Regions from separate parts of the Rattus norvegicus genome. Here region 2 is linked to region 1. Evidence: chromatin contacts called from public Hi-C data. All regions are on one chromosome and are shown on one strand. The core of a region is the stretch at or near the end of the contact, and the rest is flanking DNA. Distances in the headings are between cores, read along the strand shown. Region 1 overlaps Kcmf1 (potassium channel modulatory factor 1). Region 2 holds the start of Dnah6 (dynein, axonemal, heavy chain 6).

Region 1 (3,012 bases), core at 251-2,750:
CAGACTAGAACAAACGGGCTATATAAGGTATGAGCTCGTTGGAGAATGAGCCAAAGCCTATGGCCTAGGCGTTTATTTTATAGGCATATATATATAATTCTCAGTCATTATTTCTGGGAACAAAGGACAGCTGAAGCCAGAGTTCAGGGCCACCCTATGGCATGTACTGCAAGATTGTGCATCAGGAAAAGGTCAAAAAGAGCTGGCATGGTGGCCCACACCTTTAATCCCAGTACTCAGGAGGCAAAAGCAAGTAGATCTCTGAGTTTAAGGCCAGCCTGGTCTACAAAGGGAGTTGTCAAGGAGCTGGAGAGATGGTTCAGTGGTTAAGAACATCTGCTGATCTTGCAGAGAACCAGAGTGTGATTTCCAGCAACTTTATCAGGAGACTTAAAAGTGCCCGTGAATCCAGTTCCGTGGTACCCAGTTTTCTCATATGGCCACCATAGACACCTGTACTCGTGTGCATGTAACTACGTACATGTAATTTTTTAAAAAGTCGAAAAGACATTACTGTATATTTTTGTTTGTGTTGTATATCTTTTTAAATCCCAAACTACTTGGTAAAGTTAATATGATATTTCATTTCCTGTGTATGTAAAAAAAGATTTTTTAAAAATTACCAGCGCATAGTATGTGCTATCTCTTGGTGCTGTCCGTGATCGCACGCACGCTGTCCTGGAAGGACGGCTGTCTCCTGCAGCTGTGGAGTAGATGCGTGATGGCCTGTGGTCCACATTCCTTCTTCTCATACCTTTCCCTTCCAAAGCCTCATATGTAACTAGGCTGGCCTCGAACTCATCCTCCTGCCTCAGCTTTCAGCAATGGGGCATGGTAAAATATGCCTGAAATCCTTGTAATTCTCCACGTGGAGGTGGGAAGATGAGAATCCTAGGTCACAGAGTAGTTAAAGACCGGTATCAAGCTTACTTGTTTGGGGCTCCTTGGAACTTCAACTATACTAGCATACATTATAAACTTGGAACAAGCAACTGCCGTGTCAGCGGGGGAGGGGAGGGGGCACTTTCTGCTGTGCAGGAGTACTCTTTGTGACGTGTTCATCTTATCCCGGAGCTGACTGTAAGGACATAGTTATGTCCAGGGAGGTCAAAGATAGTTGACATGTTAAGTGTTAAGTCAGAGTTCTGTCTTTTGGTAATAGACAGCTAGTTTGAAGATCTTTAGCTTAGCAGCTCTCTTTGGGTCTCTACCAAAACTGACTTGCCAAAATATTGAGCCCTAGCGCCACATTCATCTTCCCCTCAAGCATTAGACACTCTCTTAGCTAGTTCCCTTAAAGTTAGAGCAGTATTGAATTCTAGTGCCTCCCAGGAGCGAAGACCCCTTCTTGAGTGTCTCTGACACGTTCATCTGACACGGTGATTAGTCTTCTATCCACCCTGTATCTGAGTTGACTTCTAGGTCCCTCTCCCAGCATTGACCAAAGGCCTTTTCCAGAGCTGAGAACTTCGTGATTGTTGGGAATATGTACCTATGACTCAGCCTCCAGTCACTTAGTGTTCTCATGACACGTTCTTAAAATGCTCTTAACCATGGGTGGGACAGGCCATCTCAGTGCAGCCATAGTGGCGTTTGATGAACTAACTGCCCACATGCTTTGGCCCCCTTTGAGTTCTGTAGTTAGCTCTTACCTTATCAAGGCCGCAGAGCTCATCACTATGGTGGTTCTTAACTGAGACTTTGAGCAAGTTAGCTGAGCTCTGCCTGAGTTTCCTCTTCCTTTAAAACGGCAAACCCCAGCTGCTGGGGCCAGAATGATGCGCGCAGAACAGAGTCAAGCCTGTTGTTAGTCACAGCCCGTGTTTCGCCTGCGCTCTGGGGTGCCCTAGCCAGACAGCAGGCGCAGGGGGCAGTGAGTGAGCTGCCCGGAGGTCTGTGTTAAGCTTGCCCGTGTTCTTGGGAAGAGTGCCCCTGCACTTTCCTGACCCAGTGCTGCAGCTGCTTGCTTTTCTCACCACTACAAATAGAGAAATAAAATCAGTGCTGACGCTGAGCACAAGCTCCCGTAGTTTGGGGTTTGTTCTTTAGTGGAAAGACCTGAGCCATTTTAGCACGTTGGTAACAATAGAATAATAGTAAGTAATGACCAGCAGTGAGTCGACCTCCTGGCTTCCGGGTTCTGGGCTTAAAGGCATGCTCACACCACCACACCTGGCTCAGTTTTCAACTTTTAACATCCGTCCATGTTCCCTAGGGACGAACCTTGGCTTCATTGCCATCCTCTGGGAACTTGGTGAGCTGATGAGGTGACATAATCAACCCAGCAGTCTGATGTCAACCCCCAGGACCCACATGAAGGAGGAAGAAAAGAAACAGCCCCACAAACTTGAACGACTGTATACATTACTGTGGCACACACACATTTAAAACAAGAAAGCAAGCTAGGCATGGCGATGCTGGAAAGTCAGAGGTAGACGGATGGATCGCTAAGAGTTCTAGGTCAGGTTTCCTGATCTACATATCAAATTGCAGGCCACCCAACAAGACCCTGGCCAAAAAAGTGGGGAAGAATAAAAGAAAATGGCCTGGCATGTGCTTCCTTGAGTTTTTGTGCATAGCTTTATTTCAGAGAGTAAAATGGAAAGTGAAAAGTCCTCAGTGCTTAGGACTCAGTGCTGGAGCCGCACTCTTAGCGCTGGAGTGAGCCACGAGCAGGACCACCGTGACTGACCGCCGGCACGGAAATCCTGCTTGGGGAATTCTTCTTCCCAAGCATCCATCCATCAGCAGTCTCTTGCTTGCTTTGTTTTGTGTTTTGGTTTTTTCAGAGGAATTTCCACCAGGGTTTTCTCCAAAGCTAGTCTAGACGGTCTACATGGCTTAGTTTCCGTGTTTGCCTGTTTGGGTTTTTTCTTCTCACTGCATCTGCTGAACTCTGGTCTGCACACGGTGTGGGGATTTATCTGAACTAAGGTGTCGGTCGCCAAACAAAGCATCCCACACAGGCTGTAGAGCTCGCCTCACTGTTTGTTCCTGATGGACTTGTTACTA
Region 2 (3,012 bases), core at 272-2,771, 390 kb before region 1:
GCGGGTCCCAAGGGTCTTGTTTAAGTACAAAATCCTACCTGCCTGAAGCTCTCTCCAGCACACTGCATGCAGCCTAAAGTTCATGGTGGGAACTGAAGGTCTGGGAAGGGACAGCACCCCACATAAGGACATGTGCAGAATGCCAAAAAATAGGGAGAGACGGGCTGAGAGTCCGAGGCTTTATGACTTCCCAAGGATCAGCTCTGGGTCCAGGGCTGCCTTTCTTTTTTTTTTTTTTTTTTTTTTTTTTTTTTTTTTTTTTTTTTTTCGGAGCTGGGGACCGAACCCAGGGCCTTGCGCTTGCTAGGCAAGCGCTCTACCACTGAGCTAAATCCCCAACCCCCAGGGCTGCCTTTCTAATTCTATCCTCCGTGTTGCTTGGACGCCTTAGAATGCATAATGGGTCTTTCCTGTTTATCTTTCTCCTAACATCTGACCTTCGTCATTTAATAAGACCTTTGCTGCTAAATTAGTGTGTACTCATAAAATGTGTCATGTTAAATTTAAGAGCTTCTAAAAAGCCAAATTGCATGCATGCATATATATATATATATATTTTGTTTTTTAAAAACAGTCCCTAGGGCCAGTCAGATCACTCAGCAGTTAAAGGCAGCTGCCAAGCCTGGTGACCTGACTTTCAGCCCCGGCATCCACATAATGGAAGGAGGGAACTGAAACACACACACACACACACACACACACACACACACACACACACCATGCACACATGCGTGCACAAAATAAAATGTTTTATGAAAATTGTAATATGTTCCCTGAAAATTCCATATAGCAAGAGACAGAATGTCAGCTCGATACTCAGGTGGTGTGTGAGGAGAGGTAGACTGAGTGATCTGTAATCTATACTCCAGCTCCATATAATCTACTTGAAGAGAGAAGGGTCAAAGGAGCATACTAAACGCTGTTTTCTCGGCTTCTGTTAGGGGGTGGACATCTAAGGTATGAGCATGGTAAAAGAGGGAGGAGAAAAAGAAAGTAGTTTCAGCGGTGATCACGACATTTTGTAGGTAAAAACATTTTGGGGGTTGAAAAACAGCTTCTGCCAATCCTTGAAGCAGTTCCCCAAGGTACCTGACAGGGTCCACCCAACCTTCTGAGGCTCTTGAATCTTTCACCTCCAGATTTTAAGATGTGGGCGAACGTCAAGCCAGACTCAAGCATCTTGAAAGACAACAGATTCCTGCAGAAGGTTGGGTTGCAGATCATGGACCGTCCAGAAACAAAGGAAAACATAAAACGACCGCACCTCCTAAGCCTTCTGTCCTAGCTGCCTGAGATTTCCATTCCAGAGGAGGAATCCTCCGGGTCGCGCCTGCTCCTTGACAACTAATGACGTCAAACGCTCTGGTAACACCGATTGGCTCAATTACTTGGCGCGCTCCAGGCTGGGGAGAGAGCGAGGGCAGCTCCGCGAGACTGGCTAGCAGTGACCAGCCGGCTCCTCCTCGGGCACAGTAAGCGTCCTTGGTGGCCCAGTGGTTGCTAAGCAACGGAAAACATTTTCTCTTGGGACTAGGCTTTCTTTTCCCAGACCAGGTATTGCTGGGGCTCTGGAGACCCTTCAGGAACGCTGCTGTTGAACCGCTTGGTGAGTCCAGTGGAACTGAGCCTTGGGGAGAGCCAGACACTCAGCATCGCTTCCCCAGGCATGGAAAGCCTCAGAAAGGATGGATTCAGTGAGTGATAGCTTACTATCATGAGGGACAGGAAGGCGAGAACTAGAGATACTAGGCTTGCCCAAGACCTCATACTGACTATTCAAATCTAGACCTGTCCTGTTCAGTAAACGCCAGGTATAAAATAAGATCTAACCCTGCCTTACACAGCACCATTATGTATTGAAATGATAGTTAGGTAAAGCACATTATTAAAATCAAGACCTCTTGTTTCTAATAGGCTTACTTGAGAAGTTAAAATTGCATAAAAGGCTTTTGATTCCTATTGACACTTAGCTAGATTAAAATGTAGGCAATGTTCCTTAATGGCCTTTGCTTCAATTCCTGCTTTCAGTCCCTGCTCTGACTTCCCTTCAAGATAGACTACAATCTGTAAGACGAAACAAACCCTTTCCCCCGCCAAGTTGCATTTAGTCAGTGTTTTATCATAGCAATAGAAACACTAAGACACTTGTGTAGCAAGCAGTTTACAGATGGAGCCATCTTCCCAGACCCCTTACCTGCATTTAAAAAAAAAAAAAAGACAAATTCCTTGGAAATGTTATGCGTACTCAGATCTGAGAAAGGTAGTATCCAACACCCTTCTCTTCATCTTTCCAAATCCAAGCCACTGCAGGCCCCAGACCAGGGCTTCTTCAAGCCAGGTAAATGTCTCAATTGCTATCCCTACAGTTCAAGCATTCTGTTGAGCAAGAGCTTTGACTGGTTTTCTTTGAGGGGAAGCATGTGAATTCAGTTCTCCCTAGTCCTTACTGCTTTCTCCGCTCCCTATGTCTCTCCCCAGTTACTTTATCCAACCTGACATCCTTTTTTTTTTTTTTCGTTTCTTTATCCCATTTGTGTAGGAATAAGGATGGCTTTCCAAGGCACAGAGAATGAAATCGACCTGAAAAGCATGGAAAACCAGGAAGAAGAAAATCCTGTGCTTACCAGACTAAACAAAATAAGAGCAAAAGGGGTTCTGAATTATGCATCTCTCAAAGAAAATGAACCTGAACCCCAAACCCTGGTATTTAGGCACACCACGAAAGCTCAGGAGAAGACCAGAAAGCGACAGCAGCCTGTGAAACTGGAGCCTCTGGTAAGCTAAAAAGGAAACCCCAAGCAAGCAGCTCACACATATACACACAAACATACAATACATTCATATACATGCACACACACACACAAAAACATACATGCAAGCATACATACACACAAACACATATATACATGCACACATATACACATACACATACAAACAAACACATATATACATATTCACACAAACACATACACACACAAACACACATACACAAGCACACAGACACACACACAC

What was found. A called contact is a pair of places that touch in the nucleus more often than the background predicts.
Region 2: a contact with region 1 is called in a Hi-C map of the A7r5 cell line, with 5 times the contacts expected there. The contact joins the promoter of Dnah6 here to the enhancer-like site in region 1. A contact is called at or near these places in 3 of 12 Hi-C or Micro-C datasets (the A7r5 cell line, frontal cortex and hepatocytes).

Annotation. Positions count from the first base shown.
Region 1 is chr4:106,448,624-106,451,635 of GRCr8, reverse strand. All of the region lies in intron 6 of Kcmf1 (potassium channel modulatory factor 1), which reads left to right. Among named protein-coding and RNA genes, the nearest start is that of Tcf7l1, 47 kb to the right of the region's middle. Within about 2 kb of position 1,500, at least 3 of the 93 cell types and tissues checked have an H3K27ac peak or open chromatin away from gene starts, as enhancers often do. A contact at or near this core is called in the A7r5 cell line, where this site is marked.
Region 2 is chr4:106,840,873-106,843,884 of GRCr8, reverse strand. Dnah6 (dynein, axonemal, heavy chain 6) reads left to right here and starts at 1,521. Exons shown (of 77, transcript NM_001419792.1): 1 at 1,521-1,606; 2 at 2,540-2,775. The coding sequence starts at 2,548. LOC120102311 (a long non-coding RNA gene) reads right to left here and starts at 1,414. Exons shown (of 3, transcript XR_010065833.1): 1 at 39-1,414.